Regions from separate parts of the Sus scrofa genome. Here all the other regions are linked to region 2. The links are chromatin contacts, called in public HiChIP or PLAC-seq maps. All regions are on one chromosome and are shown on one strand. The core of a region is the stretch at or near the end of the contact, and the rest is flanking DNA. Distances in the headings are between cores, read along the strand shown. Region 1 holds the start of SSBP2 (single-stranded DNA-binding protein 2). Region 2 overlaps LOC110259415 (a long non-coding RNA gene). Region 3 holds the start of ATG10 (autophagy related 10).

Region 1 (3,360 bases), core at 640-3,139, 89 kb after region 2:
CATAAGGCTAACCTGGAAGGTAAAGTCTATGAACAGTGGCAGACATAGACGTTTGAGCATTTTCAACAAAAGTTTATCAAAAGAGAGAGGTTATTACTCCTTTCAGTTCTTCAGACCCAGGGAATGCCCTGTCCTCACCACCAAATCACTGTAGGTCATCTGAGAAGAGAATTTTGAGTAAGAAATGGCAAATTACTTCTCTTGGAAATCAATCAACTTAAGCCAAGGTGACTTTTTTTTTTTCAGTTTCTTTATCTTTACTTCTTCTCTTGGCTAAATTTTCGTGCCTTCAATAAAGGTAAGTTTATTTTTCTTACATCTTACATCAATCAGTCCTCTAATGTTTTTGCCATCTTCTTTTGCTATCATATTCTGTGTATACTTCATTTAATCCTGTTTGTGTTACTCTTACCTATCTTTTTACATTTTACTTAATTTTTTTAATTTCCCTTAACCCTAGCAGGCCTTTTCTCTTCATTTCTCTGTTTTTGATTTATGTTTGGTTGCCAGAACCTTTTGTGATTTTCTGTCTCATTTTTACTAACTGCCCTTCCTTAACCTTCTGTTGATGTTTTATTCCTATCACTTGCTGTCAATACCCACACAAGCCCATTTCTTTCCATTCCATCTATCTCTGTATCTCCATATACATTTTTATGATCCTACTATAAAAGCTTTAAGGTGAATGTGAGGAATAGAAGGGTGCCTTTCCTCATTTGAATCCTATTTCCTCTCTCCTCCCATAGCTGTTCCATGTCTATTCGTCTTTTCCTGATGTTTTCCCCCATCTGACCCTCACCTGCACCCCCCCTTCCCCTGTCACTCCCCATTTGATGCCCATCTCTTCTTTTTAACCCCATTTGCACTCTCTCTGATTTTACATCCAAGGATCTCCACAAGATAAAGGATGGAGTTCTGTTGGGAAACAGGTTATGTGTGTTTTATAAACTTTTGTGCATTTACTAAAATGGGATTATGAGCTTGGATCCAGAAATATTCGGGCAGCCTTTTAGCTCTAGCAAAGCTTTGCACACCTTGAAGAACGGCTGGGGCCTATTCTCATAGACAAGGACAGGGAGGTCCTTAAAGGCTTCTAAGACCCTTTCCATTCCAAAGGTCAGGGTAAGTTGACATCAGTGACCAAGGCTGGAAAAGCAGGCACACCTGGGGCCCTTCTCTGCAGCACATCTGGCAGGGAAGCTGGTGAATGGTGCGCCGCGGGGCTCAGGTCTTAGGGGGACAGGATGGGGGCCACCGAGGCCCCATGAATCACAGGGCCATCTTTGGGAGGCAAGCTCATCTCTAAAGAGAGGAGGCAGGCCCGAGGCAGAGTGCTCCCCTGGGATGCAGGGCGCGGCTCAAGGGGCCAGGCGACGCCACCCCAGCGGCGCCAAGGGCCGGAGGCGCAGTCCCTCCCTGGCTCAGCCAGAAGGTCGAGCGCGTGTCTCCCTCGCCAGCCAGCCCTCTGGGAGCAGGGCGGGGGCGACACCCGGGGAGTGGGGCCGAGAGCGGCAGCGATCACCCCTGGGTTCCGGCGCGGGGGTCACAGACAGGAGAGGAGTGAGAGAAAGGGGCTGGTTGGGGGTCCCCGGGGCGGTTGGGTCGTAGGTCTGCCTGTGTGCTCAGCGGGCGCCCAGAAGTCTGGGGCCGCCACGGCTCCAGCTCCGCCGGCTAGTGCCGGAGACTCCAGGCCGCACTTTCCCCTCCTCCCGGCGCCTTCTCTCCAGTGAGGAGCCGAGCGCGGGCGGCGCGGGGGGAGGGGCGGCGACGGAGAGAACAGCCAGTTGTTTAAAATCCTTCTAGAGCAGTTTCTAATTCCCCCCTTGCGCCGGGGTTCGGAGGGGGGAGGGGGGAGAAGAGCGGGTGGAGGGAGGAGAGCGGAGAGGGAAGGAGGGAGGGAACCCGGGAGGGAGGGAAGGAGGGAGGAGACTGCCGCTTAGGCTGTGGCAGCCACCGCGCGCTTCGGCAGGCCGAAGGGAGGGGGAGGCCTGTCAGTCTCGCGCGTTGCCTGGGCGAAGGGGGCGGAGCCTTGGCGTGGGGCGGCCAATAGTGGGGGTGGCTGCGTGGGTCGCCATGGGGACGGGGCTGTTCCCGGGGAGGCTGTGATGGGTTGACAGGTGCGTGACAGTGGGAGCTGCTCTCGGCACAAGCATGTACGGCAAAGGCAAGAGTAACAGCAGCGCCGTCCCGTCCGACAGCCAGGCCCGGGAGAAGTAAGTGTCTCCGCTTCTCACCCACCTCCGCCTTCACACGCGCGCACACACACGCACTCGTACACTCTCTCTGAGGCACGCAGACACACAGACACTCTCCGCCCGGGGAGAACCGGGGGTGGGCTGGCAGGGGGAGGGGTACGCGAGGTGGGGGCATGCGATGAGGGGAGAGGCTGTTTCCCAGGAGGTGCTCTCGTGGGGCGGGCGGCCGTAGGGGGCTGCTGTCGGGAGGGAGCGAGTGTATTGGGGGGCGGCGGCGCTGCTGGTGGCGAGGATGGAAACTTGTTTGGGTGATTGAGGGAAATAACCCGTGGGTTCACCTCCTCATAAAGTAACTTTAAAACTAGGGTCTGGGGCTGCGGGGACGGAGAGCCACTGGGGGTCGCGGGGCCGGCGGGAGGGGGCAGGTGCGTGGAGAAGGGCGCGCGAATGGAATGTGTGTTTGGAGGGGCCGGCGGGGGTCGGGGCGGGCACCGCGAGGGGCGCCGCGGCGGGGGCTCGGGCGCCGGGGCTCGGGCCCGGGTGCGCCGGCCGAAGACAGGGCGGAGGTACCGGGCGCGCGGCGGGCGGAAGCCGGGCGCGGAGCGGCCGAGCGGGGCCCCGCGGGGCGCGGAGACGCGCGCGGGGCGAGGAGGGCGTGTGCGGGCGTGGGCCGGGTGGGCGTCGGGATTTTCCCCGGCCCGCGGAGCAACGCGGCAGTCGCAGCCACCGGCGCCTCACCGAGCTGGGGCATGGGGCGCCGGTGGTGCAGCTGAAGTTTGGGAGTCTGAGAAGAACCGAGTTCCCGGGGAGGAAAAGTGTGCTGGCGAGAAGCGGGATCTGCTGGGGCTGGGTGGCGTTTTTGCCGCTCGCAGGCGACCCAGCTCCGCGGCGGCTGCGGCTGGAGAACTTTTTTTGGAGACTTGCAGCCTCCCAAAGGTCTGGGGGCCGTGGCGGCCCGGGCGGGGGTCGCAGGGCGCGCGGAGGGGTAGCGGTGGGAACCGCGGCGTCCAGCAGGAGGAGGGCTGTCTGCGGTGGGGAGGGGGCAGTGGTACGAATGGGATCTCGCGGGTAGGGGAGAAGCGTGGAGGCAGGGAGGAGTTGTTTGTGGGGTGGTGGGGAGATACAGGTGTTATCTTCGGTGGGAGCCCGGAGGAGGCTGGCAAGA
Region 2 (3,329 bases), core at 664-3,163:
TTCCACTTTAAAGAGTACCATAGTTGACCCAATTAGCTCTGCAAACGAATTCTGTTGTTTGACATTCTTTAGCATTTCGCTGTAGACTATTTTCACCCGTCCACTACCTTAGATCCCCAAAGAGTCCAGCACACATTTAGTGATATTTACCTTATGAAGTAACTAAATCCAGATGAGCATAGAGCTCACATCACTGTAAAAAGAAATTGTTTCCTCATGCTTGCCGCTCCCATTCAGGGACTAGAAACTGCAAACTGAAAATTATCCTTGTGCAACTAGGAAATTGTGGACAGAAATGCAAAATAGTTTTATTTGTATATAAGCCCAGCCATAGAAACCATACAAAACCTTGCTCTGCAAAAGTCCACCAGCCTTTGTAAATCAGGCTTTTTACACCATGACAGATTAACAACCAGGGCAAAAAATTCATGCACGTGGAGTTGGAAATGGAATCCTCCACATGTCCTTCTTGATTCATGTCCACACTGAGGTACAATAATGTTGAGTAGTATTTTGTGGGTTATAAGAAAATAAATAAATAAAAATGAAAGTACCACCCAAAGAAAAGAAGTCTGAATAATTCAGGGAGATTTTTGAGGCATGGCCAACAGGAAAATTCACTGTAGAGAATGACTAAACTTTCAGGAAAGCACACTTCTTTGTGTGTTTTTATTTATTTATTTATTTATTTATTTATTTATTTTTAGGACTGCCTGCTCTAAACTATATTTGAATCCGTTTGATTTGCATTTGTCAAAAGTAACTTACAGTGCCAGAGAAACACCTCAGTTACATTTTCTTTAGATTTTATTTTTAGCTTTGTGTTTTATTTTGTGTTTAAGATAGGCTAGCCCCTTGGGACTAGCACAATTTTCCTGTTTATGGTAGTTTGAAAAATAGGAGAAAGTGTCTTGCTTTTTGTTACCAAAGATTCATGACTGTAGTTATAATTTTTCTAAAAACAGTTAATAACAGCCTACCAACAAGAAGAGTAAATCCTGTACCTGGCTCCCTAAAAGGATTAAATCAGCCTCCCCACCATAACATAGTGGGATAATGGGCAATATTCTCTGCAGAGATAGTTATTTACTCTATAACTTATTTTTGAAGAATATAGAAAAAAAATTTGCTGCATCCACAAGTGGATTTCCAGTCCAAGAGAGATTTGGGGCTGCCCATTTTAGGGACACTGAACCCTTTCAGCTGCCCAAATCTGACCAGACATTACACAGGGGATACTTGCAACCCTCTCTCTCTGATCTCCAGGGTCTGAATGCAGTAAGTGGCCTCCCAAACAAGAGAGAAAAGTTAGTATCAGCGTCTGAGTTCCAACTCCTCCACAAAAACCTGTGGCCCTCAAATGCCACCAAATCCTGAATGCCTACGTCACAACTCAGCAAGTCAGGCCTTGTCCTCTCCAGTTTGAGAAGGATTAAAGGTGCCCAGATAAAACTACGGAATGGAAAGGGTTAATCAGAATCCTCCTCTTCCTCCTCCTCCCTCCGCCCTCCTCCCCCGCCCCCCCGCAGAGCCAGAGTATCTCAGCAGGGAAGCGACTGGAAACCACAAACACCCAAGCTGGGTAGCAGCAACTCTGAACCTGCAGACTTGGCTCAGGGAAAGGAGTCGGTTTAGACGAAATGGTTTTATCAAGGTATCTGAACAGACTCATCAGAGACAGAAAAGGTGGTGCGCCCCTGCCCTCATATCGCAGGAATTTCTTTTATGTTGCAGTCGAAGCCTCCAAATACATTTTATGACCCTAATGCCCTTTATTCCGATAGCCCCCGAGAGGTGTTTGTAGAACTGTCCAGCAGGAGTTCACAACGCAGAGGGAGTGTAGACAGCCCCCGCCCCCCTCCCGCCGTTAAGTGCCCAGCCACGGCGTCCAAGTAATCTTTGCTGAGGGGTGGGCCCGCAAAGAAACAACCTTCGCCCCGGTCCGTGCATCCTCCAACCCAGCGGTGGGCAAGAGGCTGCAGGACAAATTCGCTGACCCTGGCCCGGGCTCCCAGCCCCCTTCCCCTAACACCAACATCCCCCACGCCCTCCTCGGTCCCTTCCCCGCTTCCCATCCGGGGGCTGTCCCTTATCTTCCCCAGAAACCTACCGGCGCTCTGAGCGCCCACCAGCAAATTCCTAACAGCCCCAGCCTTCCAGGAAAGCAAAAGCAAAAAAAAAAAAAAAAAAAAAAGACCATGACATCACGGGCAGGTTTATTTGGGTTTGTTTGTTTGCTTGTTGGCTCGATTAAATACTCGTGGAAGGTGAACGTACCCCACACAGGAGAAGTTTGATGTTGACAAACTTCTGGTGGCAGCGAGACTGTGTCAGCACAACTTCCGGGATAATGAGAGCTGCTTTGCAGGGAGCGCGGCAGCGGCGGCGGGAGGCGGCCACAGGACGGAACAGCAAATGCTATTCAGCCCGAGCAGTTTCAAGCCGCCCGAGCTGGGGAATTACTGTAGTCGAGCTACGGCTCTTACCACCGGCGCTGGATCTGGGCGCGCGTTAGGGGGGGAAGCTGCAGGCACAGGGCGCCGAGAGGGGAGCTTTCAAGTTACTTTGCTCCATCTCTGCACCCGGCAGAGGCAGGCAGGCTGCGTGGTAACTGCCAACATCTTGTTCCCAGCTCCTTTGGGCGGTCGCCCTGGAACCAACCAACTTTTCTCTCCCCCAAAACTCCCTCTTTGTTTCAAATAGGACTCTCCAAAATTTATTCTTGGGAAGACTGACAGCCGGGGTCAAGAAACAGCTGTTGAAGTTAATGTTTCTTCCTCCCACTTCGTCTGATGGTTGTGCCCTGCCAAGACAAAGTGAGAGGCACTGCCTAGTGGCTTCTTTAAACAGACAAGCATTTAGCCAAAAAAAAAAAAAAAAGTGGGGGAAAGAGGGGGGGATATTTTCCTGCTTAACATACAATCTGATCAGAAATGCAACAGCATGTGCCTTTCAACTTGTGCTGATTACTCGCTGAAAAGATGCTGCATCTTTTAGTTTTGAACACTTTGAGCATTGGGGGCAGGGATGGCAGGAGAGGTGGTTGACACTTTTCAAATTTTAGTAAAGGGGCAAAAATTTTAAACCTTCCTCTGACCCACCTGTCCCCCTCTAAGAATGGTAGAATGGCCTTGGGGAGTGGGAAAAAAAGAGTTGCATTCCTTTGCAAGGTTTGATTCACATTTCAAATTCCATGTCATTATGCAGAATAAGGGCTTTCCTAGACCTAGGCAAATTGTTTTTATTTGGAGACCTAGGCCAACCGGAACCTTGCTGCCAGCTCCTGGTAGCTCTGGGTGGTTTTCTCCAGATTAAGCCTGTCTCCTCTC
Region 3 (3,074 bases), core at 353-2,852, 85 kb before region 2:
TTAAGGCCTGGGATTCCAGGTACATCAAAGGAGCCTCTGGTTCTGCAATTTCAGCAGTCTCTCCCTAATCTAGATGCTTGTAGGTAGTGTTTATTCTCCATTTCCCTACTTTCCAATTTTTTTATACCCAGTCCACACCACAGCCACAACTCAGGATCCTAACCCACTGAGTGAGGCCAGGGATAGAACCGCATCCTCATGGGTACTAGTCGGGTTGGTTTCTGCTAAGCCACAAAGAGAACTCAGGCTTCAAACATAAATAATCAAACTGAGCCCAGGCTTAAGAAAACTACTTATAAACTTTACCCTATTTGTTTTTCCTAAGGCGTTGCTTATCTTTCTCAGAAACTTGAAAGCATTATCTTCTAACATTCTATACCCAGTGAATCCAGTTTAAAACTAGGGAAAATTGTTTCTACTAGTTTCAATTAAATTACCAACAATTTTCAAACCTTGTAATAGCAAGACTCTAATTTGCATTTCTCAGTACTCAACATTTATTTTTTTGGCCAAGTTTTCACTTTGTAAAAGTCTCTTCCTGTCCACATTTGACCCTTCAAAAGCAAGAAGGAAGGTTTCTATGTGGGATCCTAATAACGTAACTGAGTACTACAAAGGGCCTGCCTATGTTTTCCAATTCTGAAAAGTATAAACTGAGGTTTTGCCACTAAAGACTGGAGGTCATTGGCAAGTACAGTTTTTGAAAAGCTATAAACATGATTCATACAAAGTGAGCCTGTGGCAAGAATTTACTGAACTCATAATGAAGGAGCAAGATGAATGGTAAAAATTATAAAAATCTTGGAAATAGAGTAATAAAACTACAACCTTCAGTAGTATTTTTTTTTTCTCCCAGTCAGAAATTGCATCTCCATTAGACAGAAAAATGTAACTGCAAAGCCTGGGCCCTACTCAATACTGTCAGGCAAAAGTATAGTCTTCTAATAATTACTTGATTCAGGCAAGCCTGTTAGACAAGGCTCTATTTTGACTTTGAAACAACATGTAGCTATCCTTTTGCATTTTCAGAGATGAGATGTTTATAATTTTCACAATGGTGAAAACTTTTCATCACAAAAGTTTGTTTTCATAAATAAGTTAACTGCCCCCCTTTCCCCCTCTTTCATGATTTCTGATACTATGAGTAGATAGGTTATTTGGAATTAAAAACTCCTGCTACTTAATAAACCTAAAACTTCAAATTAAGTGGGACTTGACCATTGGAATCGCCAGAAACTTAATACACTTTCAAGGTTTCGAGGCAAAAACTCTCTATCCCGGTACAGGATTCAAACACAGTACTGTAACTACCTAAGTCAGGGTAAGGTGACCATAGCTGCCCAGGAGCGCTGTCACACCAGCACTAGCGGCTCGCCCCCACGCCGCAACTCCAGCGCGACCCGGCCTTCATTTCACTGACCGAAGCCCCGCTTCCTCGGTCTTTTGTTCAGAGTTGGATTGTTTCCCGCCCACCCGTACCCGTCTTTCCTCTCTATCCTAGGAATGGGGTTAGGACCGTGAGGGAAACAGAGCCGGGAACAGGCGAGCAGCAAAAGCCTGTGGAAATACTCACCCCGCTCCACTCGGCCCCTGACCCCGGTCGCCCAGCCCAGCGGGGGCGGAGCGACGGGGCTGGGGGAGGGGAACCGGGGAGAAGGACCTGACGCTGTGCGAGGTACGGCCCAGTCAGCGGTCCCAGAAAAAAGAGTAATGGGCCTGGGGGGGTCAAAAGGACGGAGGTAGAAGAGCAGAGCCAGCAGCTGGGACGCCCACCACTAACAGGTCCTACACGTCCCTTAGCCGCCATCACCGAAGGCGACCCACTCAGAGCATGCGCAATGCACATCCCGCGCACCCTGAAACACAGCTCGCGCGGGCGGCTGACGTCGTGAGCTGCGTGCATTGGGCAGGGGCCAGGGGGCGTGACCTCCCTGAAGTATGCGACGGCCTCCCCCGAGGCCCCGCCCAGCAGTTTGCGGACCCAAGGGCCAGGCGGCGACTGTTTCCTCGGCACAGCACAAAGACGGCTCGTGAAGAGAGGTGCGGGCAGGTAGCTGAAGTCTGGGGGAGGGCGGTGCTGGCGGCTTCAAGAGCCTCTGCACACGCCCCTCCAACGAACAGCCAAATGTCTGGAAAATAAAAGGATGACCAGTGGAGAAAGGTAGGGCAAAAACAACGGAACTGAACAATTCCGTGCCCCTAGAATCTTCCTGAGAGGTTGGAGAACCGTGCCGGCTCTCACAACGCACACTGCAAAACTACTGTAAACACATTAAGCACAAGCACGACCCCTTTTAAAACTTAAGGACCGAGATGGAAGTTAGGGATTCGTAAATTGACAGTAGTACTGTCTGTGGCACAAACTCAGGGCAAGGGGAGGGAAATCTAGCAGCAGAATTAATTGGAGAGAAAGGTAAGGTAAAGGAAAGACAAGAAAAGCGTAGGAATAACAAGGGTAATCCAACTGAAATACTGAAAATGCAACGGCAGACATCTGAGGGAAAATAAGCATCTGCTCCTTTTAACACAACGGAATTAAATTTGTGTGAAAAGAAAGGAGTAAACACAGGCAAAGAAGTGAAAGGAAAACCTGCTTCAAACATACAGGGCATAGTTTTGATCTTGCACGACGGTTGTGTAAGATATCACCGTTGAAGAAAGGTGATTGGGTACACAGGACTCTGTACTATTTTTGCAATTTCCTGTTTGCCTATCATTACTGCGAAATAAAAAGGTCTTAAAAAGTGAAAGAACACTGATCAGTGGTGACCACGGCAAGGGAATGACTAACAAGGGGCTAAAGGGAATTTGGGAAGATGATGGAACTGTTCTGTATCTTTGTTTGCCAAATCTTGTAAAAAGAATAGATTTTACTGCAGGTGAAATAGTTTAAAACTCAATTTAAAAAAGGATACTGCTAACTGGGAGTTCCCGTCGTGGCTCAGTGGTTAATGAATCTGACTAGGAACCATGAGGTTGCAGGTTCGATCCCTGGCCTTGCTCAGTGGGTTAAGGATCCGGTGTTGCTGTGAGCTGTGGTGTAGATTGCGGACGTGGCTCAGATCCCGCGTTGC

The links. HiChIP or PLAC-seq counts read pairs in DNA pulled down with a chosen protein or histone mark.
Region 1: an H3K27ac HiChIP or PLAC-seq map of skeletal muscle shows a contact between it and region 2. The contact joins the promoter of SSBP2 here to the enhancer-like site in region 2. A contact is called at or near these places in 2 of 5 promoter capture datasets (fetal liver and liver), 23 of 47 Hi-C or Micro-C datasets (alveolar macrophages, brain, embryonic fibroblasts and 15 more) and 2 of 2 datasets of contacts at active chromatin or transcription factors (alveolar macrophages and skeletal muscle).
Region 3: a contact with region 2 is called in an H3K27ac HiChIP or PLAC-seq map of skeletal muscle. The contact joins the promoter of ATG10 here to the enhancer-like site in region 2. A contact is called at or near these places in 2 of 5 promoter capture datasets (fetal liver and liver), 9 of 47 Hi-C or Micro-C datasets (alveolar macrophages, embryonic fibroblasts, liver and 3 more) and 2 of 2 datasets of contacts at active chromatin or transcription factors (alveolar macrophages and skeletal muscle).

The regions. Positions count from the first base shown.
Region 1 is chr2:90,261,819-90,265,178 of Sscrofa11.1, reverse strand. It overlaps SSBP2 (single-stranded DNA-binding protein 2), which reads left to right and starts at 1,889. Exons shown (of 16, transcript XM_021084508.1): 1 at 1,889-2,213. The coding sequence starts at 2,152.
Region 2 is chr2:90,350,420-90,353,748 of Sscrofa11.1, reverse strand. It overlaps LOC110259415 (a long non-coding RNA gene), which reads right to left. Exons shown (of 3, transcript XR_002341792.1): 3 at 2,196-2,803. Among named protein-coding and RNA genes, the nearest start is that of ATG10, 85 kb to the left of the region's middle. Within about 2 kb of position 1,913, at least 71 of the 83 cell types and tissues checked have an H3K27ac peak or open chromatin away from gene starts, as enhancers often do. A contact at or near this core is called in alveolar macrophages, brain, embryonic fibroblasts and 10 more, where this site is marked.
Region 3 is chr2:90,435,555-90,438,628 of Sscrofa11.1, reverse strand. ATG10 (autophagy related 10) reads right to left here and starts at 1,602. Exons shown (of 5, transcript NM_001190281.1): 1 at 1,574-1,602. LOC110259416 (a long non-coding RNA gene) reads left to right here and starts at 1,915. Exons shown (of 4, transcript XR_002341795.1): 1 at 1,915-2,161.